2 separate regions of the Arabidopsis thaliana genome follow, and region 2 is linked to region 1. Evidence: chromatin contacts called from public capture Hi-C data. All regions are on one chromosome and are shown on one strand. Each heading gives the region's core, a stretch centred on a gene start, on an enhancer-like site or on the middle of the called end of the contact. The rest is flanking DNA. Distances are from core to core; before and after follow the strand shown. Region 1 holds the start of AT4G20210 (Terpenoid cyclases/Protein prenyltransferases superfamily protein). Region 2 holds the start of RK3 (receptor kinase 3).

Region 1 (3,019 bases), core at 54-2,553:
TTTTTTTGCTAAGAGAGTAAATATCATTAGATGAAAATTAGGTGTTACAAAGATGAAGACCTAAGAGAAAGCGCCTTGTCAAAAAAAAGAAAAAACCAAGGCGACAATAAACAGAAACTGTAGGATTGCAAATCCGTTAATAGAGCCAGTGCTGCATAAGACTTCTAAAATTCTTTAGGTGTCTTCTTGCCGTTATCGAGTTAATGATTTGACGGTCTATATCCTTAAAGATGGCTTGAGGCGGAATCCTGATCTGATTGTGCATCAAGTTGTTCCTCTGCCTCCAAACAGTATACACTAAAGCTTGGGCAAGCAAAAGTCTAAGAGTTCGCGGGGAAGAAAGATTTCTGACTCTAGTCCAAGCCATAAGCGAATCCCAGATTTCTGTCTTCTTCCTCTTTTGCAATAATTGTTTCACATGATGGATTTGGACAGTGTGTGTATATGTGTATTTGATATCTCATATCTATTTACATATGATAGCTTTGTTTGGTGCCAAAGTTGTTTTCTAGACACGTTTAATCTGCAGATCTCTTTTGAGAATTTATATATTTTTATTTTCTAAATTTTATTGTATACATAACTTTACTGGTTTACTCGCTCGATGTGCTCTCAGCATCACCTCCATTGTTGGCATTGACATAATTTTGTTACCTTGTGTGAGAATTTTTGATATATATAATTTTGAACTTCAAGTGCCGTTTTAAAACCGTCTCCAAAAGTTCCTTACCCAATTTACTCAGAAATATGCTAGTAACTTCCATTGCATGTATAATATCTAATGTTACATATTTAACATCTCGTTGTCGATAATGATTGATCTTTGGATAGTTAAACTGACCAGCAAATGGAGTATCACTACTAAAGCGTTTCGCGTTATCCATGTTTAACCTTGTAAGAACATTCTTCAAATATTTCTCTTGTGACAGCATGAGACCCTTTTTGCTTCTTCTAATTGTCATGCCAACAACCAGCTTTGCTTCGCTCACATTTTCCATGGCAAACGCTTCTGGGAGTTTCATTTTCAACTTTTTAGTTTTATGCAAATTAATTAATTTGCTCCCTCTAAGCGGTCTTTAATACCATGCCAAATTTAATCTGAACGATAAAATATCAAAATTAACCTACATGAACTACCTGACGTTAGCAATAAGCTTCATGACAACAATTAAATTGCGATATTTCTAAATCTTTACTTGGTCATAAAAATATTATATATGGCACATGTATTAAAAGCATTTTTTAAATTAACAAAAATAATTAAATGTTAAGGAAATGAAAATTGTTCTTCCCCCCTGTTGAGTTTGTGACCACGACGCTGTTGTCGGGTAAGCAACTACGATGTGCCTATAAATTTGGGGTGAAATGTATCCAAACCATTGACAGAAAAAATGGAAGCCATAAAAACTTTTTCACCAAAATTTGGATTCCAAATCTCTCTTTCTCCTCGTACCCATTTAACTCCAGTCAGATTTCCACCGACAGCATGTCCAGTTAAGCCTGCTAATCTTGTCCGTTTGAAGGCAACTAGAGCTCTGATTCGTGATCCTCAAGAAAGTAACCGTAAGTTCCAAAAGTTCCCACCTTCTGAATGGACTAATCGCTTCGACTCTGTCTCGGTAGATGCATCGGTGAGTCTTTTAGCTATGTTTTTATTGTTAAAAGTATTTTAACATATTTTACATATAAAACCTTCCAGTATATATAAGTAAGAGGTCAATACATATCTGTACATTTTTATTTATAGGAAATGGATGCGCTTAGGAAAGAGATCGATAAGATTATACCGAACGTGAAGAAGGAACTCATGTCTTCCCAAGGCATTGAATCGACGAAGAAAAAAATCCTTATGGTATATTTGCTGGTTAGCCTTGGTCTTGCTTATCACTTCGAAGATGAGATTGAAGAGTGTCTGAAAGAGGGTTTCGAAACAATAGAAGAGATGATGGCTGGTGAAGATAATTTGTATACTATTTCAATCATCTTTTTGGTTTTAAGGACATACGGTCACCATATGTCATCCGGTAATTAAAGACATTTTAGCTAGACTAGTCATGATGATGGATTGGTACAAGTTTTGATATATGTATATAACAAGATCCTTCTTTTTTTCTTTCTAACAGACATATTTCAGAAATTCAAAGGAAACGATGGAAATTTTAAAGGATGCATTAGTGGGGACGCTAAGGGTTTGTTGGCCTTGTATGAAGCCGCGCAATTGAGAACGACTACAGAGTATATAATGGAAGAAGCACTGAGCTTCACATCGAGCAATTTGGAGTTGTTAGCTGCAGATGGGAGGTGCCCACCTCATCTCTCAAAACATATACGAAATGCTCTAGGACTATCTCAGCATAAACAGATGGAGGTGTTAGTAGCTGTGGAATATATCTCATTCTATGAACAAGAAAAAGATCACGACAAAATACTGCTAAAATTTGCGAAGCTCAATTTCAAGTTAATGCAGCTCCATTACCTTGAAGAGCTCAAGGTCGTTACAAAGTATGTTATGATTTCCTTAATTACTAGTGCTGCAATGGCTTCACATACAGTCCGTTAATTAATTTATTCTGATCAAAATATTTTTTTTTATTATTATTGCAAGATGGTACAAGGAACACGATTTTGCATCTAACTTGCCACCTTACTTCAAATACGTAATCGTGGAGAATCATTTCTTTGCAATAACGATGTACTTCGAGCCAAAATTCTCACAAAAGCGGATTATGCTGGCTAAGTACTTTACGGTTTTAGTACTTCTAGATGACACTTGTGATAGATACGCATCTCTTTCTGAGGCCGAAAGCCTCACCAATAGTCTGGAGAGGTATATCACGCATTCATTTTTTTTTTTTTTTTTTTTTTGAATGAATACGCATTTCAACTTTCATCCTGTAAAAAAAGATAATATGTGATGATAATATTACTAATGATAAGTATGATGCTCAGGTGGGCTCCTGATGATGCTATGGATAAACAGCCACATTATTTGAAATTCGTGTTTAAGTTTATAATGGGT
Region 2 (3,241 bases), core at 175-2,674, 470 kb before region 1:
GCGGAGAGACCCAACATGGCTTCAGTTTTGCTTATGTTAGAGAGTGACACAGCGACGCTCGCTGCGCCTAGACAACCAACGTTTACTTCCACCAGAAGAAACTCCATTGATGTCAACTTTGCTCTTGATTCGAGCCAACAATACATCGTTTCTTCTAATGAGATCACTTCAACGGTTGTTCTTGGACGATAAGATTCTTTTGTTTGTTCTTTTGTAAAGTTTTTTTTTATATAATTGTTGTGAAAACGTATAATATTTTTTGGTTAATTAGGATAATGGAGTAATGGTTGTTGAAACTTGAAATTTTGTTCATAAAGTGAAACATTACAAATGGGGTTTTATTACAGTATGATGTTGATATTTTGAAAAAATCACCACACTATTCTTTTTCAAAAATATCACAATGGATCAATTTACAAGTATAAACAAATGAAAACAGATAAAATATCAAAAAGCATTTATCTGAAATAAATCTTCAAATAAATCGTTTATACTATAACAAAGGTGGTAGTCTTAAAATATTTAGGTTAGTTTTGAAATGAGGATCATAATAATTGTTTTTCATTCTATTAAATATAGGTGAGTTGTTTCAAATATTGTAGGATTATTGTGTTTAATTTAATTAAAATGTGATTGATTTTTATGTATAGAGTTATTATATATAAATCAAACGAGGAACGAAGAATTATGAGGATGTTCAAAAATAAGACTTTTGGAGCGTTGACTATGGTAATTAGTACTGTTTTGATGGTGAAAAGAGTATTCGGTCTTCGTATTTCATACTTATATAATATACCTAAAACCGTGTTAACATAAATTTTCCTCTCCTCCAAGCTCCAAAGCCAAAAATCGTCAAACAAAATGCATAGGACAACATTATATTTGGTGATGAATAATTCAAATGTAGACTCATTATTAAATTGAATGGAATGATGAATTATTTAGAGTTAGAGAAAAAAAGAAAAAGTCAGGAAAACGTGAAACGACCCCTTTCTTTTTTGTCTTCGGAGAATGCGGAAATAAATTAAAGTAGGGTTTGTTTGATGAATACTAACATTGAAGTTCTTATTGGGAAGGATAAAAAAAAAATTGAGTTATTTATTACGAAAAAGAACACTGAAATTTATATAACTCTCGAAGCATGCATACAAAAGGTTGACTGATAATAAAATACGAAAAAGCAATATATTAAGTAATTTATTAAAAAAAATGGTCATCAATAATATCATATTTTGAAGAAAAATTCTGAATTTATGAAGTAAAAATGACTATTGGAAAAGGAAAGAAAGCCTGACAAAAAAAAAGAAGAAGAAGACTTTTTATTTGCTAGGTCAACTATGAATTGGACTGTACACATAGTACATAACTAGATATTTTTTCCAAATGCGAACAAGAAGACCAAGAAAAGAAAAAAAGCAAGGTAATATATTATTGACAGAAATAAAATCGGTTACGTAAGGTTCACACATTACACAAAACATGTCCGATATCTCCAATGGAAATAAACTCTCATACTTTTCTCAAGAAAGAGTGAAAAACAAAAAACTTGGTTTAGAGAAATGAGAGGTTTACCAAATTTCTACCATTCTTACACCTTCTTCTTCTTCTTCCTCTTAATTCTGTTCCCTGCTTACTCTATCTCTGCCAACACTTTGTCGGCTTCAGAATCTCTAACTATCTCAAGCAATAACACCATTGTGTCTCCTGGTAATGTCTTCGAGCTTGGTTTCTTCAAACCCGGTTTAGATTCTCGTTGGTATCTTGGAATTTGGTACAAGGCAATCTCTAAGAGAACCTACGTATGGGTTGCAAACAGAGACACTCCTCTCTCTAGTTCCATCGGAACTCTCAAAATCTCCGACAGTAATCTTGTCGTTTTGGATCAGTCCGATACACCGGTTTGGTCGACGAATCTGACCGGAGGAGATGTGAGATCTCCATTGGTGGCAGAGCTTCTTGATAATGGTAATTTTGTGCTCAGAGACTCCAAGAACAGCGCTCCAGATGGAGTTTTGTGGCAGAGTTTTGATTTTCCGACAGATACTTTACTTCCGGAGATGAAACTTGGCTGGGATGCCAAAACCGGGTTCAACAGATTCATTAGATCATGGAAATCTCCAGATGATCCATCAAGTGGAGATTTCTCGTTCAAACTCGAAACCGAAGGCTTCCCTGAGATTTTTCTATGGAACAGAGAATCACGAATGTACCGGAGTGGTCCATGGAATGGAATCCGGTTTAGTGGTGTACCGGAGATGCAACCATTTGAATACATGGTTTTCAATTTCACTACGAGTAAAGAAGAAGTGACTTACTCATTTAGAATCACTAAAAGCGACGTTTACTCGAGATTAAGCATAAGCTCCTCAGGATTGTTACAAAGATTCACTTGGATTGAGACAGCACAGAATTGGAACCAATTCTGGTACGCACCAAAAGACCAATGTGATGAGTACAAAGAGTGTGGTGTTTACGGTTATTGCGACTCGAACACTTCACCTGTTTGTAATTGTATTAAAGGGTTTAAGCCGAGGAATCCTCAAGTGTGGGGATTGAGAGACGGGTCGGATGGTTGCGTGAGGAAGACGCTACTGAGCTGTGGTGGCGGAGATGGGTTTGTGCGGTTGAAGAAAATGAAATTGCCGGATACTACCACGGCTAGTGTGGACAGAGGAATTGGTGTGAAAGAATGTGAACAGAAGTGTTTAAGAGATTGTAATTGCACGGCGTTTGCGAATACGGATATCCGGGGTAGCGGGTCGGGTTGTGTGACTTGGACCGGAGAGCTTTTTGATATCAGGAATTATGCCAAAGGTGGTCAAGATCTTTACGTTAGATTGGCTGCTACTGATCTCGGTTAGTTCATTCTCCACTATCTCTATTAGACTAAATGACATATGTTTGGTTTTCATTTTCCACATATTTACTTTTGCTAAGTAACGGTTGATAATAGTCTTCAAGATCACTTTTCAAAACATGTAAACAGTTTTATACATACTAGAAACTAAAAAGACATCATAAAAGATTTTGTCAGTAAGACTAAAAATTGATGCTAAAACTGCCCAATCAAGTTATTGAGTAATCCTATCACATTATACTAAAGATTTTCTTAAACGACAAAAGGAAGAAACGTTTTTTAAGGGTTTCAAGAATAGTAATTAACTTGGTTGTTAGATAAAGCACTTTTTTTTTGGGGTAGAATGTGAGAATGGTGTTGAATAGTGCAAGTCAATGTTATATT

What was found. Capture Hi-C pulls out chosen DNA fragments and counts their contacts.
Region 2: a capture Hi-C map of root shows a contact between it and region 1, with 8 times the contacts expected there. The contact joins the promoter of RK3 here to the promoter of AT4G20210 in region 1. A contact is called at or near these places in 3 of 26 Hi-C or Micro-C datasets (root, seed embryo and seedling) and 3 of 3 other capture datasets (root, seedling and shoot).

The regions. Positions count from the first base shown.
Region 1 is chr4:10,916,655-10,919,673 of TAIR10.1, reverse strand. It overlaps AT4G20210 (Terpenoid cyclases/Protein prenyltransferases superfamily protein), which reads left to right and starts at 1,303. Exons shown (of 7, transcript NM_118140.3): 1 at 1,303-1,631; 2 at 1,748-2,024; 3 at 2,124-2,502; 4 at 2,606-2,827; 5 at 2,950-3,019. The coding sequence starts at 1,392. It overlaps AT4G20220 (Reverse transcriptase (RNA-dependent DNA polymerase)), which reads right to left and starts at 998. Exons shown (of 4, transcript NM_118141.1): 1 at 731-998. The coding sequence starts at 998.
Region 2 is chr4:11,391,409-11,394,649 of TAIR10.1, reverse strand. RK3 (receptor kinase 3) reads left to right here and starts at 1,424. Exons shown (of 7, transcript NM_118258.3): 1 at 1,424-2,856. The coding sequence starts at 1,560. It overlaps B120 (S-locus lectin protein kinase family protein), which reads left to right. Exons shown (of 6, transcript NM_118259.4): 6 at 1-355. The coding sequence ends at 192.